Linked DNA regions of Zea mays: region 1 is linked to region 2. A link is a contact called in public Hi-C data. All regions are on one chromosome and are shown on one strand. Each heading gives the region's core, a stretch centred on a gene start, on an enhancer-like site or on the middle of the called end of the contact. The rest is flanking DNA. Distances are from core to core; before and after follow the strand shown.

Region 1 (2,700 bases), core at 41-2,540, 70 kb after region 2:
TAACTATCTTTATACCTTGTTTCACCACTAGTTTTACTACTAATTTTTTTGGGTAGTACATGCTATTGCTTTATGTGGATTTGTGTATAGAGATATTCATTACTCATGATTACACTTTTTATTATTTGTTTATTATTTACTGTTCATGATAAGATCATTATGTTAATGGGAACATGGAGAACCACTCAGGAAAACAGTACTACCACAAGGGTTTAATGGGACGCCCTTGGCTGATTAACTAGGAAAGCTAGTGGATGACTACCTTACCCAAAAGGGGCAAGGGCAGTAGGGGAGTGGTCAGTGTAGGGAGGTCTTTGGGTTGATTTTGCTGCGATGGCGGCCAGGCGAGGGATTCCTGCACTGGAGCTTCCTATAAACTGTAGCGGGTTTTCTGAAGCTAGTGGAACTTTGTAAAGGCATCGTAGTGGTACCCTGCCTCGCTTCCTTGGTAGAGGTGTATGGGGTCTCATCAACTCTGTGGCAAATGAGTAACACGACTTGTGGGTAAAGATGCACAACCTCTGCAGAGTGTAAAACTGGTATACTAGCCGTGCGTGAGCGGCTCGGACACTCACATGATTAATCTATGGAATTAAAACTTAATTTGTCATTTCATTGCATTGGGATTATTTTATTATTACTTTTATTTATTATTACTAAGGTTTGGTATTTACTTACACTTAGTAACTGCTAATAAAATTTGGACCAACTTAAAAGCAATGCTCAGCTTCAGTCTTTATTACATTGATTTACCTTACAATTCACATGAACTCCCACTTTTGGTGAGTTCATGCACATTATTCCTCAAAACTTGTTGATCGATGAACATGTGTGAGCTCACTCTTGCTGTCTCATACCCTCCCACAGGAGAAGAACAGGTGGTCGAAGAGGAGCCGCCTAACACTGAGGCTTTCGACTTGATCTAGGTGACGTCTCGCAGTCAGCTTTGTGGCGTGAGGAAATAATATTTAGTTCGTTTTATTTTATCATTTATTTTTGTAAGACTTCCGCTATGTAATAAGTATATTTATGATATTTATAACATTTATCTTTATGCACTCTGTTATTATATGTGTTGTTTTCTCTGGCTCATATATGAGCCCGGCTTGGTGTGACATACATGCGCCTTGCCTATGACCTTTGCATGACCGCGTGAATACTAGGAAAGTAAAGGGATGGTAGGTAAAATGCGCTCCTGCGTCCTGGCGACCAGCAGCCCGTCTGTACTGGTCAGTGCGACATCCCAACTGGTCTCAAGCTGAGATGTGGGGTCCACCTAGACGACGTTGACGTGGGGACCGGGTGTCAGTACCTGATCTCGGGATTAAAGTGGTCGTTTGCTTTGGTTCAATGGTCTTCGGAGTGGCGTCAGGTATGTGCGGTGCGATCAGGAATGTGGGGACTTTGCTAGCTTTTCCCTCACGTGCTCGTTAAAGCACTGGCTCAGTGTGGTCCCTATTCTTAGTGGCAACGGATATATAATTTTTGCCACTTGACAGACTGTTGTCTAGCCTACCTGACAAACGGCATAACCTTCATTATATAGAGAGAGAGCTTTACGCCTCCAATAAATAAAATAAGCCATGACTCAACGGTGTCATTCGATTCAACCGCCTTAGGTTCGGGTGGCTATAAAAACACCACATGTCGTGAGAGATTAGGTTTTAGTGGCGGCGGCGGTTCCTTCAGACGTACGAGCGGCGGCGATCCCGGGGGCCAGCGGACAATAGATGAAAGCGGAGCCATAAACTGAAATATATGTCGTAAAAACCTATTGACGTTGACATTAATATGTATACATAAATATCATAAAAACAAGGTCATCGCTCGCGTCTAGGGGAACACCGACACCAACGCGCACCTCTGGGATCCGCCGTAGCTCGCGGATGTCGTCAAACTCGAAGCATAGCAGCACGTCCCTGTAGGCCACCACCATCGCACCCCTAGCCCTCACTTACTCAGCGCCACCATCAGCAGCAGCTCGTCGTGCACCAGGCACTCGACGGTGGCCGCTGAGAACTGGACGAACCGCGCCGAGTGCATCTCGACGCCGGCGGCCTTTCGCTGTGCGTGCCACGAGTCGTCGTCGCCGTCGTGGGCGGTTTCCGTCGCCACCGTCGATCGTACCATATGAGGTCAGCCACTGCCACCGCTCGTGCATCAGGCGGTCGTGGCCGTCGTGGCGCTTGCGTCTGGAGCGATGCTCGCCGGTGTCGTCTGCCACTCGTCGATGTTGCCCGCCGCTCGCCGATATCGCACCTCTGGCCGACCTTCGCGTCTCACGCCGACGCACGCCACTCGCGCCTCACACCTCGGGACATCGTCGTCAGCGTCGCTCGCCGCTGCTCGCGCCTCATGGGATCACAACCGCAACCAGAATTTGAAACTCTAATCCCTAGGGTCTATGCTACTTTTATAGATGCCCGGGGCCTGGGTCGCTTAAGGTGGTGAGGTTGCGGATGCCAGCATCGGGTAAGGGCTTTCGTCCAGCTATTGGAAGCCGAGAGCTCTAAAAATCTAAATTATATATATTGTGATGAGTTACGTAATAATCAACACAAACTTATTTATTCCCTACCGGAATCAGCTACTTTGCCGTGTGTACGCCATTATACGCCCAATGACATCCAGTTGAGAAACCTTTGTCTTGCCGTGAAGGGGTTTCTGTGCCGCGTCAAACATGTCGTAGAATGCCTTTGC
Region 2 (2,700 bases), core at 18-2,517:
GTAGCAGCACTCACAAGTAAAGGAGGCCAGAAGCACAGGCCCCAACGCTTCCTCCAAGACAGTCCTTTCAAGTAGAGTGTTAGATTTGTTATGGGGCAGAAGGTATGTGGATGAGACTTATTGAACTTTTCGTAGTTAGATGTTCATCAGACAAGGTACTGATTCAACGAGCAACACTTCCTCTTATATACCTTAACTTGAAGAGCAATTTGATTATGAGTTTATGACATAGCCAATCCCCCCAAATCTTGAAAGACAGCAATCTCGAACCTTCACTCACCCAAATTCATGAGGCTACAATGCAGCAGCAGAAGCATCCATCATGGACTCTTGACTCTTCCATAGTGTTCTGTAGATTTTTAGTACCATTCTAACATAAAAAAGGACACATACAGTTGCTAGCGGATCCCACCTGAGTGGCGTATGTGGAAGGAATAACCAAGGCAAGTCTTACCCTGCATTTTGCAGATAGGCTGTGTCCAACATTAGTACCATTCTAACTAACCAAGGAAAAAAGATTTGTAAATTTCATTAGATGAGGACACCGACAGACACCTTCACGAAACAAATATACCTTCGCTAGCTATAGAATTCCTGTGCCAGTGACACCTACACCCACCGAATCTGTCAGGATCACAGAAACGGCCAAAAAATCATGCCCTCCTCCACCTCACCCTACCGACAGAGCCCCCAGGCGATGAGATCTCGGCCGCCGCATCCAATATTCCGCTGGGCGCTGGCAGAAAGTCCGTTGAAGACAAAGAGCGATCCCCTGCCGCCGGGTTAGGGGTGGGGACTTTGGGTCCCGGAGGCTGATCTCTCCCCTAGACCTGCAATGGCGGGAGGGCGGCCCAGCGGTGGGTGGCTGGGGTGACGAGGCAGCGGCGCGCCGCCGGCCGCGGGAGGCGGATGCGGCTGGTGGGCGCAATTGGGGCAGAGGAAGCACGTCGGGCGAGCTAAGGGAGGGCAGTGAAGCCGTGACGGTCGGCGGCGGGAGCGCTGGAGGAGGCTGGGACGGCGGTGGTCGGCCGCGAGGACGACGGCGCGGCAAGAAGAGGAGGATGGTGTCGCGCGGCCCGTCAAAACTCAGACGGGTGGAGCTCAGCGTCAGCGAAACCCCAGTGGCCCCACGCGAGTTGCTACAATTGGGCGATATCGACGGACGCGAGATCGAGAAGGGGGCGTGGACTCACCGTTGGCGGGTGGACGGTGGTGGGCGACGGCGGCGGTTCGTCTCACTGTCGCTGCACTCGCTCGCCCACTGCGCTGGCGGTGTGTGTGTGCTGGTGCGTCCGTTAGGGAGAGTGAGAGATGTGAGGAACTGCGTTGGGAGGAGCGATAGGACTGGGTGCCTTTTTTGCGGGTCACTCCTGTCGTTGTCGCGTTATTTCGGAAATGGACAGCCACCTGCGCGTCCTTGGGCAAATTCCACTTTGGCTGTGGACAGCTCCGATACGGTGTACAGTCGTATAATGTACGTGCAGCATAACTACACAAGTGGTACCTTCTTAGGGCATGTACAGTGAAGAGACACCAAAACGGTTCTCCAAGCATAGGAGACAACTAAGAGACTCTATTGTACAATGGAGTGTCTATAAACGTAATCTATTAATAAATACAGAATTAAATGTATTTGTATAGCATCAGATCGATAGAACAGACGACAAATTCGTACAGTGGGAAGTGAGGCGTCTGTTGCTACTTGGTTTACGAGCCAGAGGCGTCTCTTCACGGACAGACGGCTCTAAGATTTTTTTGCAAATAACCCTCTTAAACATCTTAAGAGCCTCCACATTAAACATCACTGTACATGCCCTTAGGAGTACTTAGAGCCTCTTTAGGAGAGATGTATTTCAAAAACTTCAGCTTTAATTTTCCAGCTTCACTATAAAACAGCTCCAGCAAATTATTAAGCAAATTGTTAAGGTGGCATAGCAGGTATGGATCCGGATATTTATTCGGATAATAAATTTTATATCTTTTTTCTTCAATTGTGAATAAATAGGACATAAAATTTGTTATGTAAATTTATATTACTGTTTTCGATATTGAGCTTATTAAGGTCATCTTAAATAATAAATCTCAAATTTGTAATATATCTTTTTTAAATAATTGATATAAAATTAAAATTTTGGATACGGATACATTTCGGATTTGGATGTTTTTACCTTTTTTGTTGTAGGGAGAAAATAATGCAAAAAAATTATTCTTGTCCTCGATAATATATTTAACAATATAACTAAAGATTAGCACCAAATTTTATGCATATTTATATTAAAATATTAAATTTATCATATAATTCGGATGTTTAGGATCCATCCCAGATAGGGTATGCCAGGTATGCCCTCGCATACACACGTGTCTAACATATACAGTGTATATATATATATATATATAATGTTTAACACACAAATAATATTGCGCTAAATGTCTTGTAGTCTATGATTTAAACATAGAAAGAATATTGCGCTAAATGTCTTGTAGTCTATGAATTTTTTTTTTGTTCAGACCTATGTTCTCGGGACCTATGTAACGAAGTATTAGGATGCATGCTGAACGAACAATATAAACAAAAAATCGACAATCTAACATTCGATCGCTCAGATTCTTCGATAGGTGCGGGTGTGAGATGCCACTCGATGCTACACTGTTGGATATACGACTATGTCGCTTGGAAGGTCTCAGCTAAAAAGTTAGATA

The links. A called contact is a pair of places that touch in the nucleus more often than the background predicts.
Region 1: a Hi-C map of leaf shows a contact between it and region 2, with 2.8 times the contacts expected there. The contact joins the enhancer-like site here to the promoter of LOC100216660 in region 2. A contact is called at or near these places in 4 of 25 Hi-C or Micro-C datasets (ear, endosperm, leaf and 1 more).

What each region holds. Positions count from the first base shown.
Region 1 is chr2:134,890,306-134,893,005 of Zm-B73-REFERENCE-NAM-5.0, forward strand. No RefSeq gene overlaps it. Among protein-coding and RNA genes, the nearest start is that of LOC100501682, 52 kb to the right of the region's middle. Within about 2 kb of position 1,291, at least 17 of the 20 cell types and tissues checked have an H3K27ac peak or open chromatin away from gene starts, as enhancers often do. A contact at or near this core is called in ear, endosperm, leaf and 1 more, where this site is marked.
Region 2 is chr2:134,820,713-134,823,412 of Zm-B73-REFERENCE-NAM-5.0, forward strand. LOC100216660 (Armadillo/beta-catenin-like repeat) reads right to left here and starts at 1,268. Exons shown (of 8, transcript NM_001359475.1): 1 at 1,194-1,268.